2 separate regions of the Sus scrofa genome follow, and region 1 is linked to region 2. Evidence: chromatin contacts called from public HiChIP or PLAC-seq data. All regions are on one chromosome and are shown on one strand. Each heading gives the region's core, a stretch centred on a gene start, on an enhancer-like site or on the middle of the called end of the contact. The rest is flanking DNA. Distances are from core to core; before and after follow the strand shown. Region 1 overlaps GPBP1 (vasculin). Region 2 holds the start of GPBP1 (vasculin).

What was found. HiChIP or PLAC-seq counts read pairs in DNA pulled down with a chosen protein or histone mark.
Region 1: an H3K27ac HiChIP or PLAC-seq map of alveolar macrophages shows a contact between it and region 2. The contact joins the enhancer-like site here to the promoter of GPBP1 in region 2. A contact is called at or near these places in 1 of 5 promoter capture datasets (liver), 11 of 47 Hi-C or Micro-C datasets (alveolar macrophages, blood, brain and 5 more) and 2 of 2 datasets of contacts at active chromatin or transcription factors (alveolar macrophages and skeletal muscle).

The regions. Positions count from the first base shown.
Region 1 is chr16:36,259,020-36,261,737 of Sscrofa11.1, forward strand. The region is part of intron 3 of GPBP1 (vasculin); the gene reads left to right. Among named protein-coding and RNA genes, the nearest start is that of GPBP1, 43 kb to the left of the region's middle. Within about 2 kb of position 1,447, at least 5 of the 83 cell types and tissues checked have an H3K27ac peak or open chromatin away from gene starts, as enhancers often do. A contact at or near this core is called in alveolar macrophages and liver, where this site is marked.
Region 2 is chr16:36,215,878-36,218,577 of Sscrofa11.1, forward strand. GPBP1 (vasculin) reads left to right here and starts at 1,358. Exons shown (of 13, transcript XM_005672465.3): 1 at 1,358-1,757.

The DNA.
Region 1 (2,718 bases), core at 197-2,696, 43 kb after region 2:
ATGCTAAGGCATTCATCTAAAACCTTTTAAGGGTACAGGCATTTCTTATAAACCAGTGTGTTAAAACAGCTTTTAGGGGAACAATTTTATAATTTGGAACGTTGTTCCCCAGCAAGGATTTACAGTAAATCTGGCCAATATGATATTAAAAAGCTGTATTGGAGTGACAAAATTTTCAACAAAGGAATTTGAATATTTGAAAATGGCTCTTAATGACCATGTGAGCTGACTTTATTTTGTACAGATGAATTCTCTGGAAGATTAATTGACTTGCCTGTTCATGTAATTTGTGTGATGCTAGAGTAGAATCTAGGATGCATATTATCTTCTGTATTCTTTCCATAGGACTCATTTTGGAATTTTATAAAATGATTAAACATTTCATTTCATAGACTAAAATGTGATCATATGCCGACTCCTACTGAGAAGCAGCTGAGATTGCTTCTTAGTTACAGGCTCTGTTTGTCCCCTTTCCTCTTAAGTTTAGGTCTCTGGAATTTGTTACTTTGTTGTTTGTCCTCCTTCCTCTGCTCCCCCAGCTGCTCTCATCTATGCTTTTCCTAGGTTCATTTTTTTCCCAGGCCTACTTCAGACTCTGGATTCATATGAATTTCCTGCTACTCAGTTTTCTAATTTTCATTATTCATTTTTTCTGAAGTGAATTTAAGACTTTTTAATTTGTTTATCTTTGGCTGCATCTGCTGGCATGTGGAAGTTCACCGGCCAGGGATAGAACCCAGGCCACAACAGTGACCAGAGCCAGGTCCTTAACCTGCTGAGCCACAGAGGAACTCCTACACTTGTTTTTATTTTTAAGCTTATCAGTGAAAATTATCAGCACCTGGAAAGTTAGCTACCACATTAAAAGTTTAAGAATAATTCTTGTCTTCATCCAGATGTTAATCTGAGGTTAAGATTGACTGCTAGTATGTATGGTGAAATCCCTACTGTTTTCTAGAACCAAACACTTGATAAAGGCCCTCATGAATGAAGATGATGATATTGAGACTTGGGGATTGCCTGTTATTTATCAATTAGTCTAAGTTACCTCCAGAAAACAGTGTGAGTTTGAACTCTTAACTAGCAGTATTTGAAACTGTCTCCTTAGACCTTACCCAAAGTGGTTTTGACAAACACACACACCTTTAGTAATGACTTATACTGTCTGTCTTATCTTTTCATCCCTTAAAATTGCTATTCATAGATTCTCATTTATAATGAACCTCTTGTTTCCTGCCAAGCCCTTTTAATCTTACCTGGAGTAAATGGGACAGACATTAATTACTATTTGTTCTCTGTTTCAATTTAGTGTCTTTTATTTGTTGTTTGAAGAGATAATATGAAGACTTGCATTAAGGGTAACAATGTTTTCAGCACTGAATCTGGATCGTTTTCTGAGGAGTGCAGAATTTTAGCCCCATCATGTGGTGAAATTTTAAACTGCATGTGGTTGTTCATGTCTTGTGAAATAGGGCATGTCTTGTGAAATAGGGCATTGGCTTTTGAACTGTTGATTGGGGCCCAGGAGGAGGTAAATTTTACATAATGTTTTTATATGGACATAGATATAACTAAAATAGTACTCCTATACTTGCAGTCTTCCTTCTCTTCTGTTCATTTTTATTACAATAAAAAATGCAAATTGTTACTGATTTCATCATCCTTCATAATGAGTCCTGACCTACAGTTTGAAAAGCAACATTGGGAGTTCCCATTGTGGCTCAGTGGGTTAAGAACCTGACTAGTATTCATAAGAATGTGGGTTTGATCCTTGGTCTCACTCAGTGGGTTAAGGATTTGGTGTTGCTTTGAGCTGCGGTGTAGGTTGCAGATGCAGCTCGGATCCTGCATTGTTGTGGCTGTGTTGTAGGCAGGCAGCTGTGGCTCCAATTTGACCCCTAGTCTACCCCTAGTCTGAGAACTTCCATGTGCCTCAGGAGCTACCCTAAAAGAAAAAAAAAAAGTAACATCGTAATTACTCCTTCAATAATGTAAGCAGTGTGGGTTTACATTGAAAATGTGTGCTTATTGGAAATTTCAACCCAACTAGTATCTATGAGGATGCAGGTTCGATCCCTGCCCTCACTCAGTGGGTTAAGGATCTGGTGTTTGCCGTGAGCTTGTGTGTGTTGAAGACGTGGCTCGGACCCTACGTGGCTATGGCTGTGGTATAGGCCAGCACTTCAGCTCCGATTCAGCCCCCAGCCCAGTAACTTCCATATGCTGTCGGTGGGGCCCTAAAAAGCAAAGCAAAGAAAGAGAAAGAAAAATGTGTGCTTATTAAACTTCAGGCTAAGAGAGCATCAGAAAATTCAGAGTTCATTGAAACGTCTTATTTACTGTGTAGTTTTTGTTAACTACTGATTCAGATACTCCAGGAATCAGAAAATTGTAAAACTTTTTTTTGTTTGTTTGTTTGTTTTGGCCATGCCAATGGCATGTGGAAGTTCCTGGGCCCAGGGATTGACCCTCAGCTGCTGCAGCGACAATGCCAGATCATTAACCTGCTGCACCATGAGAGAATTCTAGAAAACTTTCTGGTGTTTTTTTTTTTTTTTTTTTTTTTTTTTGCTTTTTAGGGCTGTACCCACAGCATATGGAGGTTCCAGGCTAGGAGTCCAATCAGAGCTGTAGCCTCCAGCCTACACCCCAGCCACTGCAATGCCAGATCTGAGCGTCATCTTCGATCTATACCACAGCTCAAGGCAACGCTGGATC
Region 2 (2,700 bases), core at 108-2,607:
CTTAGAAACAGGAGCAGAAGCAGGTCTTGTCCCAATACATGTCACTTCAACGGAAGCAATGTGGAACGGTGGAAAGAACGTAAATTAAGACCCAAACGGACTGAAGTTCAAGTCTGGCACAGCCTAGTTGTGGCTCCCACTTCTATGTTGTGTAACCTGAACCAGATTCCTCATCTGCAAAATGGGGAAAATAACACTCACTTCAGAGACTGATATAAGAAAGTGCTTGGCACAGACAAGGCATCCAGCAAGTGTTCTCATTTCTTTGCACACAGCGAGATATTATTGATTGCCAAGGGTCCATGTCCTTCGCAAAGACGAAAAGATTGAGAAGTGTAATTTTTGGTGAGTTTGTATTCACACATTCTTTCAGGGAGCTTTTAGAGGCAGTCCATTGAACTACAAACCCCATAATGAATATAAAAGAATCATAAAGTTTCCGTGTATGAAGCCTTTGTGGTTTGGAAGAGGGCGAAGAGCCAAGCATTTTTTATTTTCTGGATTTTCCCTCAAGACACCCTCCCCCCACATACTCCTAAACTTCCTCTTGGAAGGCTAATTTCACAGGTTTCAAAATGAGCTTTCAGTTACAAGGCGAAAAGGTATCGCAATCATAAAACGTTGACGCCCACAAACTTCATAGCACAAAATCGTGTAAGCTGTATGGGACCGAGACCTTGCTAAAATAATTCTCCCCTATTGCAGATTTAATAGAAAAACATACGTTAGCATGATTACATCCCGTAGCCATTTTTAATCCTTTGAGAATCTGGGCTTAGCCCCAACGAGAGAGTCTCGTCACCGACCTCCCGCATATATATTATGTCCGACACACTCTCGTATTTGCATTCGATAGTGGATCGGCTGCTTGAGGGCGCCGGAACAGACCAGCGCCAACCCAGCCGGTGCCCGCCTGCGCAGGGCTGTGTACAAGCGAGCATGTGATCTCCCCATCCGCCAGGCCCCAGCTCGGTACCCGACGCGTCTCGCTCAGCCGCTCCTCCGAGCGTGGAGCCCGGAAGAACGCCGCGGCGCGCTCTACTCGAGCCCGTGCAGCCGCCTCCCGAAGCAGCCTTTCCCTTTCGCCTTCCCGGCGGCCCAAGGTCTTAAGCTCCCGGGACGCCCAGGACCGGGGGAAGGGCGGAAGGAGGGGCTCCTTTGGGAGCAACGGGGAATTCCCCCTTCCACCGAACGTTCCCGATTGTTCATAGTCTTCACGTCAGCAGCAGGGGGTAATCCCCGACTCCAGCTGCTCCTGACGTCACCGTGCGGAGCCACCGCCCCCCGCGCGCCCCTGCCTCCGGGACCTCCGTGAAGCCCCGCCCCTAGCCATAACCACGCCCTCTGCACCCTCCCTCAGCCGCTCGACGTAGAGGGCGGAGCTTCTTTGGCCGGGGCGTGAGCGGTTGCTTGGGCCAGAAGGTTCTCTGGTAGAGGCGCTCCTCCTGCTGCCCCGCCCAGTAGGTTCGTTAGCACCGCTTCTTCCATACCCTATTTCCCTCCTCCTTCTCCTCGCCCCGCCTTTCCCCTCCCTTCTCCTCAGCCCCTCCGGTTCCTTCCCCGCCTCGCCACCTTCCACGATCTCGCGAGACTTGGCCCAGAACATTGCGGATCGGGTCGGCGCCATTTTGGGACTGAGACTGGTTGTGGGGGAGGGAAAAGCGGCAAAAGGGGATTATTCAAAGTACCGAAAACCTCCTCCCGGGATCGAGCGCAGCGGCACCCCCAGGCCAGGGGCACCTCTGGTGTGGCAGAAGGTAACACCGTCTTCTGTGGTCCGCGCCGGGGTCTGGGGAGGAGGGGGTGTCTGTGTCGGCGTTGAGGTTTGAGGGGTCGGGAGCGGCGTTGGCGGCGCGAGGTGTGAGGCTGCCCACGGGCGGGGGCGGGGGGTGGCGGGAGAGCAAGGAGAGAGAGGGAAGGACGGTGCTGGGAGGCCCCTCTAGGTATTGACTCGGCCCGGGTGGAGCGGAGGTGGCGGTTGTGGGGAGGGGGTGGGTGGCTTAGCCTTGGCTGCTCAAGGGGGGGGGGTGTTGTTTGGCGGAGGCTGGGAACCGGTCCGACGCCTTCCTCGCTCGGTCTTCCTCCGGCCTCTCGCATGCGCCCGCCTGCTTTTGCACCGCTGCCGCTCTCGGAGGGCTGAGGGAGTCGAGGCCGAGTTGTGGCCTTCGGTGTTTTCTCGGCGCGCCCGCTCTGCCCGCCTCTCCGGGTCCGTGGCACTAGCTGTGGACCGAGTCGAGCGCTCCCTTGCCCCTCGGAGTCCTGTGGGGTCTGAGGGGACCTAGTCTGTTCGTGGGGAGAACCTCTCAATGTGGCTTACGAGAAGGGCTCGGTACCTTCACCTCTTCAGTGTTGGGAGAAACCTGTTTTCTTAATTCAAGGGAATGGGAACCCTCAGATCTCGCTGCTGCCCTTAGAAGCCTGGGTAAGTCTCTCCCCCGGGCGAATTTAAGGAATGTTCTTTCCCCACTTCTCAGCCACTTACCTTTCTACTTAGAGTGGGGAAAATGTGCCTCCTCTTTTAGACATTCTGATTTGGAGGGAGCGTCTTTCTCTTTATATCCCTCATTTGCTAAGTTGCATTTCTTAATGCTCGGTAGCTTTGCACCTTTCTATTCGTTTTCCTTTGGTAGATTTAATAGAAATACAGAGAGTCTTTTATAAGATTGTGTGCCCGTTTCAGTTTATAATATTTACTCAAGT